Regions from separate parts of the Mus musculus genome. Here all the other regions are linked to region 3. The links are chromatin contacts, called in public HiCAR-type and promoter capture Hi-C maps. All regions are on one chromosome and are shown on one strand. Each heading gives the region's core, a stretch centred on a gene start, on an enhancer-like site or on the middle of the called end of the contact. The rest is flanking DNA. Distances are from core to core; before and after follow the strand shown.

Region 1 (2,819 bases), core at 194-2,693, 730 kb after region 3:
TTAGAGATAAGTGTGTGCTCTAACCCTAGCTCTGCTGCTGAAGAACATGTGATCTAGAGCAAAACTCTCTCCTTCCCCTGCCCCTCTCTCTCTGTTGTGACAGGGTCAAAGGGCGACCTTGAACTCCTTATCCTTCTGCTTTAGTAATTTGAGTTGTTGGGATTACAAGTTTGAGCCATAATGCTGGCTCTTTCGTTTTAAAAACAACTTTATTGAAACACAATGTCCATAGTGTACAAGTGAGCCATTCAAAGCGTACTCTCCTCCAGTTTCTAAAACAGCCAGGGTCATCTAGCAATCACAGTAGAAGTCAGACCATTTTCACCATTCCTCTAAAGCAGTGTCCTCAACTGTTCTAATGCATCGACCCTTTAATACAGTGTTTCATGTGGTGGTGAGCCCCAACCATAGTCATTTTCATTGTTAATACTGTAATTTTGCTACTGTTATGAATTGTAAGGTAAATATCTGATATGCAGGATGATCTTAGGTGAAACAGATTGAGAATCTCTGCTCTGAAGCACCAGTGTAGCATTTAATTGTCACTTATATCCCTTAACCCTCCCACATCTTCCTCTCAACCTGTCAGCCCTAGGCAACTACCAGCCTACTTTCTGTTTTCAGAGATTTCGGGGCAAATTGCTTAACCCATCTCTTTTCTTTTCTAGAAAATGGGTTTGAGAGGATACAACACATTAAACACATTCAGTTTAATGAATTTTAATATATTTGAAGAGCTGCGTTTCGGTGCGTTTTCCTTACTCTAAAACGACAACAAAAACCTTGGAAGCTTTTAGAAGTCTCTCCTCACCTCCTCAGCCCTTTTAGAAGTCTCTCCCTGTTTCTCCTCACCTCAGCCCCATGCAATGACGCGCCCCCTAGATTTGCCTTTTCTGGATAATCATATTAAGATAGAGATCGCTTTTAAGATTTTCAAGGTTAATTCGTGGTTTGTTATTAGTACGATTCCTGATATCAGAGCCTGGTACAAGACACAAAAGACCCACGTCCCCCAAGACTGGTTCTCTAAGTGCCCAAGCGCTGCCAATTTTAATTCTTCGCCCTTTGATGACACGCCCCTGACTCTGTCTCCACGGCAACGCTAAACAGTTTCCACTCTTGAGGATTCCTTGCTGAGGCATCCGACTTCCTCCTTTCTCCACTCACCTCACGGCTCCACTCGGCGCACTCAGGACCTCCCGCAGTCCTCCCCACAGTCATCTTCCTAACTAGAGAGAGAGAGAAGCAGAGGTGAAAGCAGCAGTGACAACCGTGACAGCGGCGCCGGCGGTTAGGTACTGCTAGCCACGCCCCTTCATGGCTTTAGCCTTGGATTGGCTTCCAGTCTTTAGTCTGTTCCGCCCAATGAGGCAAGAGCGTCTTCTGATTGGATAATTTTCTTCAACTATTTTATTTCCGGTTTTGAAGACAGGGCTAAAACCACACAAGGTTGACGACTGCCCCGGAAGCACTTTCCAGGACCTATCAGGGAGAAGTCCCGGGCGCGGGCGCAGGCAGGAGTCATTATGGCGGCCCGCATTGGCTCCATGGCAGGCTTGCTCTGCGTTCGCTGGTGGAGTTCCGCGCAGCTCGCAGCCAGAGGAGGCCCGCTAGTTGCCAGCCAGCGATGGGCGGGCTCCTCGGCAGACACCGTGTACGACGTGGTGGTGTCAGGAGGAGGCCTAGTGGGCTCTGCCATGGCTTGTGCCTTAGGTAGGTGCATCTCGACCGCGGGCTGGAGGATCTGGGCTGTGGAGGGACGGTACTCACAGTGGAGGTCGGGACGCTGTCCAGACACCTAACGTGCCTGACCTGGTGCTTTGCTCACTGTCCTTCCAGGGGAGTCCTCGGGAATGGCATGGGTTCTGCGGGATCACAAGTGGGCGGGCCTTTCTAAGTCAGTCTGACCCTTGAGAACTGTCCAGGATTGTTTATGAGCACCTCGAGAGGCATCGGGCTTTGTAGTATCGGATGGTAGATCGGATTGACCTCGAAATCACAGAGATCATCTTCCTCAGTCTTCTGAGTGCTGGGATTAAGGCCCGCGCCCCCACTCCTGGTCTTAAAGCTGCTTTATTAAGATAACATTCATCTAGTTATAAGTGCTCCCACTTAAAGCGTACAGTCCAATGAGTTTTTAGTATTTTTGCAGAGCTATTCAGTACCTACAATAAGTTTTATTACCGTTTCCTTACTTTATAAAAAACCAAAAAGCAAAAAAATAAAAAAAGACTTGGAATTCATTAGATGTCACTCTCCACACTTCTGCTCACCTTCTCAGCCCTACAGACTCTCCTACTTTCTGTCTATAGATTTACCTTTTCCGGATAGTTCTATGTAGTTGGAGATATACTCTGTTTTAAAGGTTAATCCAGGTTGGAGTCTGTATCAGACAGCTTTTGTTTTGAGAGCTGATGCCATCCTCAATTGTGTTGAAAGTATGCTTGGTTTTCACTTTTGGCCTGTAAAGGAATGATGCTAGTAGGGACATTCTGTGTGCAAACTTTGGTGTGAACAGTGTTGATCATCTCGAGGCTATTCTCTAGTGAAATCTCTGGGTTATGTGGCAATGCTGATGTTTTGAAGACCTGCCAGACTTTGAGAGAGTGCCCCAGTTTATGTTATCATTGACAGTAGATGAATGCTCAGGTTTCTCCTGACCCTGACAGCACTATCTGCTGCCTTTTTTCTTTGTCCTCTGAAGTTCGTAGGAAGTGGCTTGTGTTTATATTTCCCTAATGACCAATGGTGTGGAATATATTTACCAAGTGCTGGCATGATGTAGCACCGTTTCTGGGCCCTTCGAAACTTTAGCATTC
Region 2 (2,791 bases), core at 72-2,571, 680 kb after region 3:
CTTATACTTTGGAGAACTAATAGATATAAACATCACTAAGAGTTTCACTGATGAAAGTGAGTCGGAGTGGTCAGGGCAGAACACTGATCAGTACTCTAGGGGCTCTGAGGTCAATCCCCAATGGTACCTTCCCACAACAAGCCCCAAGTAATCAAGCTCCAGAAAGCTATAGGATTAAGTAAATTAACCAATGGTTATAGACATGACTATTCCAGATATACTGATGTATCACATTTGTTTTCTTAATTTTCTCAACCTTTAGAAAAATAAAACTGGAGATGTTTTCTGAGTATGACTTATGACCACTTTTTTTTTTTACAGTCAATATATTTTAGAGGCAAAACAAATTAGCAGCCACTAAATCAAATTTTGCAGCGTTCTAACCTTGTTTTACATACTTTCTCTGGACCCCAGTTTTTCTTTCTGAACAGTTCTTCATCTCTTCATATAGTGGTAACTGGTAAATCTTTGTTTTTTAATCCTTTCTTAAATTTTAGGATTTTAGCTCCTAGTAAACATCTCCTTGCCACCCCAAGATTTTTGTCCCAGATACTGTGTAGGCCAGTTGTCCTTGTCATGGCCATCCTCAAATGGGATCACAGTCATGCTTCTCAGTGCGCAGGACAAACTGTATCGAGGAAATGTTTTCTCCCGGAACATTTTGTACCAAAACTATGACTCCCTAGCTCATCCAGACTCCTGGCTTATCTCTAACTTGAAAATGAGCGCCTTCAGAGAACATTATATCTCACAGGCACTATCTTTAGTCCCCTACTCTTCCACACCGCATCATGTTTTGTTGTTGTTGTTGTTTTTTGTTTTTTTGGACAAGGTCTCAACTATGTAGCCCTCGTTCACCGGGAACTCCTGGAGTACTGGGATTGCTGGAGTTACAGGCGTGTGCCACCACTGCAGATCTTAAGTTTCATGCAGTCAAACTCGAAAGTTTCAACAAGAACTATTATCCAGCTTGGAACTTAGTTATCTGAGCCCTCAGTCAGTGCATCCAAGATCTCTGGAGAATTCTTAAATGTTTCTAACGCTGTACGTGTGCCTAAATTCACACCCAGTCCTAGGGGCAATGCAAGGCTTGATTTCCAGGTCCCTCTTTGGGCCATGAACATTTCAGGTGCTCTTCATGGGCTTTTGGTGTTTCGGGAGCTGTCACAGGTCCTCAGCTCCGGAGAAAGCTACCCTCCACCCCGCGCCGTCTCACCCATCCCAGCCGCCGCGGCCCCTGCTGAACAGCTCCGCTCAGCGGGAAGGCAGTGACGTCACGGCTAGACTGCACTGACCTGGTTTCAGATTTCGCGGACCTGAGAACCCTGAAGGGCAGACAGGAGGGGACGGGGCGCTGCGGTTCCTCGGCCGGGAGGGAACCCTGTGTGTGTCTCGGGCTGTGTATGCGTGTGTATGTAGCGGGGAGCGAAGGATCGCTCTCAAGCAGCGGCCCAAGAGTCAGCGCCTCCTCCTGAGAAACACCCGCGGGCGGAGAAGAAAGCGAGTGGGTATGTTGATGGGGGGCGGCCAAACTTCCTGTCCCGCTCTGGAGCTGCTTCCGGCGGGAGCCGGAAGACGCCGTGTGTGGACGGGATTCGGGGCTGACTGACGGACGGACGGCTGCCCGAGACTGGAAGGTGAGCTCCAGGCTAGTGTAGCCACCCCCGCTCGGGTAGGTGGTCCCGCCGAGAAAGGAAGCCACTTATGGGGTCTGGGGATCTAGAGCCGGGTTCGCCCCCGAAGGGCGCAAGGAAGCCGTCCCCCCAGACTCCCCCAGGCGTCTAGCGGGCGGGGAGCGACCGGTCCGAAGCCCGGCGGCTGCGGCCCTAACCCCTTTGGGGATCTGGGGCGCACCGTTTCTCCTCCTTTGCTTGTTCTTGAGGGAGGGAGCTTGGAGACCAGCCTGCCCCCCCAGAACGCGGGAGTCAGCGAGTCCCCCGGGCGGAGGCTCCGGACTGCACCCGCGGCTGGGCCCGCCCGCAGACCTAAGGGCCTTCGGCTGAGGCCTTTGTGCTGGCGGGAAGGGTTGACAGCGGTGCCCTGCCCGCGTTTCACCCAGGGCTGCCGGCACCTTTCCTGGGTCCACTCTCTGCCTTGGGCTGGAATAGGGAAGGGACGTCTGCGGACCAGAGCCGGACCTCTGGGGTCTCCTTTGCCTGTCACCTCAGGCCCGTGTGTGGGCAGCGAGTGTTTGCAGCCAGGATGTGTTTTGCTCGTTCAACTTGTTCTCTGAAGTTTCTCAAAAGAAGACGATCCAATTAGTTTATTAAACTTTATCTCACTTGCTCATGAGGCTCTGAGATGTACTTAGGAACCATTTGGGAGTGAAATATTATTGATTTGGGGTTAAGAGTTCATACATTTACATTACATTAGACACAAAGATCAGTGGAACATATGTAAAGAGAATAAAACATAGTTTGAGGTCAAAACGCGCAATTCTGGGTGTTTGGCGTTGAGAAATTACACTTTGTGGCAGATACAGGGCAGCCAAGCATCAGAAAATGTGGTTCTAATTTGAGCTTTGTATCCCAGTAGGTGTCAAATTTAGGTAAATCCCACAATTTCTAAGGTTTTTTTTGGGGGGGCAGTGGGGGGAGGAGTATGTCAGTGAAGAGGTTTACCGTTAAGGGCTGGCCATTATTCTGAGATACTAAACTGCATATGGAGAGTGACAAGCAGAAAGATACTGAGAAATCTAAACAGCATCACAGGAGTCACTTTGGGGTCTGGTTATTATTAATTGCTGGGATTATTAAAACATGTAGGATGAGAGGCACTGCTAGGTAAA
Region 3 (2,700 bases), core at 27-2,526:
CAATATTTGGAATGAACTACAATTCGGAATTGGAAGGCTCACCAGTGACCCTTATCTGGAGGCTTGGAGATCCTTATCTGGATCTTGGTTTGAAGATCTTGAGCCATAGTGGCTATGGATTCCAGAAGATTGAATCTCCGAGTTAAGGAACACACCTTTAATCTGGGCTATGCCTTTCATCTGGGATTAAAGGTGTGGTGGAACACACCTTTAATCTGGGCTACACCTTTTGCTGGAGACAATATAAGGACATTGGAAGAAGGGAGTCTAGCTCTAGCTCTTGCTCTTGCTCCTTCGCCTGCTTGCTGCGTGAGACTGAGTAACTGCTAGATCCTTGGACTTCCATTCACAGCTGCGACTGAACCATTGTTGGGAATTGGGCTGCCGACTGTAAGTCATCAATAAATTCCTTTACTATTTAGAAATTATCCATAAGTTCTGTGACTCTAGAGAACCCTGACTAATACACTAACCAACCAAGGTTTGCTATTTGTTATCCCAGGACTCCAGCTCTCCCAGGACAGGAATAAATCTCACTCTCCACCTTCAGAGAGACAAGCTCCTTGTAAACGAATTATAAAATCCTTCTGAGTAACAGGAAACAAAAGCAGCAGATACTGCTTATAAATTCCATAATTTGGATAACCCAGTAATTTGTGAGTATTCATTTTCACTGTTTTAGTATTTTTAGTCATTCGCACACTGCGGAAAGTTGCATTAAATATTCTTACAGGTTTCTGAAGATACCAAGCATCTAGTTACCTCTTTGACCCTGTTACCTCGCCTAAGATATAGTGTGTGTACGCACAAAAAGTCCAAAAAACCCAATATAGCCGTTGCCAGTTATTTCTTGGTGTGAGCAGTACTTTGCGAAGAACAAATGACATCTGGGCTTTCTATTGAGGTTCTCGGTCCCGCCCAGGTATCAGGTCATCGAACCTCCAAGAATCAGGAGACCAAGGTTCTAATTCCTGGAAAACGAACTACCAAAAAATGTGAGAAAACCTGTAACAAGCCCCGCGCGAGTAACCAGCCGGAACCTTGACCTCAAGATGGCGTCGCACAGTCATAAGATTCAATCGGCTCCAATCAAAAATGGCAGGGTGGGTGGTAATTTACAGCTCGAGCCTCTCTAGGTCCCACTAGACAATCCCACTCTATGGTCATCCCTCTGTACTTAATGAGTCAGAGGCGACGGCGGAGACTATCTAGGCATCACCTTCTCTATGGTTATCCCTTTCCACGCCTCCTGGCGCAGTGCACGCCGGGCAAGAGGAAGCCCTCCAGGAGCTCCCCGCGCAGCGCGGCTGTGTTTTGCGGCCTAGGCGAGTAGGCGCTTCGGAACCAGTCTCTAGAGTCGGGCGGCGCGCAGACACCTCGAACCGGTGGAGCCCCACTCCATCACCTGACGCCCAGAGGCCGCGAAGACAGTACCGTTTTCTTAGCGGCGGGTGAGTCCACGCTTCCGAACGCGTGAGGAAACCGCTCGACCTGCTACCTCAGCTGCGGGAGGAGGAGGCGGCGGCGGAGAAGCCAGGGCCGCTGTGGAGGCCCAGCGGGGTGGGGGGTGGGGGGGGGTGGGGAGACGGGGCGGGGTGGGGGAGGGGACGGGCACGCGGCTCGGGCTTCTCTTCCCCTCCAAGGCCTCGGAAAAACCAGTGAACCAGGAGCCCGGGGAGGCCGGGCCCACGGCCGGAGCGGTCCTCCGGGAATTTTATTTTATTTTTTGTCGCCCACTTTGTCTATTGGCTTCCGTTTCAGTTTGGGAGCGAATCGCCTCGGGCCCTGACGGGGCTCCTGTCTTAGCCAGGGCTAGGATCGGTCGGCCCGGAGGCCCTTGTCTCCTCGGGGCCTCCAGAGCCACCTCTCAGTAGGTTTCCGGGGCCGAGGACTCAAGTGCCTCCAGGCTGCGCCTTGAAAGTAGCCTGCGCCCACTCTTGGAGCGAGGTGCGGGCCACCAACGGATTTCTTTTCTGTCTGGTAGTCTAGTGCCAGCCGCCAAAAGAACGGGCCCCACCCCTCCTTGAGTTTATCGAGTGGCCACTTTTTTGGTTTTAAAGCACCTTTCCTGCTTGTTGGAGCTAGTGATGAGTTTCACCGTCTGATCCCCTTTCCGATTGGGAGGGATGCTGTAAAGGATCTCTCCATTCATTCTAGGCGGCACCAGCCTTCTTCATATTAAAATATGCTGCCCTCCTTTTGTTTTCAGTATTGATTTTTAAATACAGTTTTCGAAATAAGAGTATGAAGGTTATCTTGAAGTTATGTAATAATGGATTTATATTGACGTGGAAATGCCATTTTGATACAGGTCAGAGTAAAGCCGACCAAAAGGAGGGAAAAGATTGGGCTTCTCTTGTATCATAGTGCTTTAGTGAAATAAGGTGAATCAGGTAGAGGCAGTATTGTATAAACAGTTTTTTTGTGTGTTGTCTGTGAGCACCCTCAATTTCAGTTTCTCTTCAGTTTAAAAATCTCTTGTTTTTTTTCCCCACAAGTAAGAGGGTCGCTGTATGATATTGATTCTTGTAAGCCTGTATATAGATTTAAGAAAGGTTGATAGTTTAACGGGGAGTATTCACACCACGAATGTAATTTTGTGAGAACTTTAATTTTTTTATAAAAGATATTTCAAAGAGTTCAGTGTTCTCATAAGACATTCAATTGCTCAGTTGTGATTCAAGCAGACAATGTGCTTAT

The links. HiCAR-type assays count read pairs that join an accessible place to other places. Capture Hi-C pulls out chosen DNA fragments and counts their contacts.
Region 1: a promoter capture Hi-C map of adipose tissue shows a contact between it and region 3, with 2.8 times the contacts expected there. The contact joins the promoter of Coq6 here to the promoter of Rbm25 in region 3. A contact is called at or near these places in 2 of 39 promoter capture datasets (hippocampal neurons and pre-B cells), 3 of 115 datasets of contacts at active chromatin or transcription factors (astrocytes, embryonic forebrain and memory CD8 T cells) and 1 of 9 other capture datasets (adipose tissue).
Region 2: a HiCAR-type map of astrocytes shows a contact between it and region 3, with 3 times the contacts expected there. The contact joins the promoter of Zfp410 here to the promoter of Rbm25 in region 3. A contact is called at or near these places in 2 of 39 promoter capture datasets (the HPC-7 cell line and hippocampal neurons), 1 of 484 Hi-C or Micro-C datasets (myocytes), 3 of 115 datasets of contacts at active chromatin or transcription factors (astrocytes, embryonic hindbrain and memory CD8 T cells) and 1 of 9 other capture datasets (adipose tissue).

Annotation. Positions count from the first base shown.
Region 1 is chr12:84,360,525-84,363,343 of GRCm38.p6, forward strand. Coq6 (coenzyme Q6 monooxygenase) reads left to right here and starts at 1,444. Exons shown (of 12, transcript NM_172582.3): 1 at 1,444-1,713. The coding sequence starts at 1,527. It overlaps Fam161b (family with sequence similarity 161, member B), which reads right to left and starts at 1,304. Exons shown (of 9, transcript NM_001358283.1): 1 at 1,168-1,304. The coding sequence starts at 1,221.
Region 2 is chr12:84,315,538-84,318,328 of GRCm38.p6, forward strand. Zfp410 (zinc finger protein 410) reads left to right here and starts at 1,322. Exons shown (of 12, transcript NM_144833.4): 1 at 1,322-1,637. It overlaps Ptgr2 (prostaglandin reductase 2), which reads left to right. Exons shown (of 10, transcript NM_029880.3): 10 at 1-295.
Region 3 is chr12:83,630,967-83,633,666 of GRCm38.p6, forward strand. It overlaps Rbm25 (RNA binding motif protein 25), which reads left to right and starts at 1,277. Exons shown (of 19, transcript NM_027349.4): 1 at 1,277-1,451.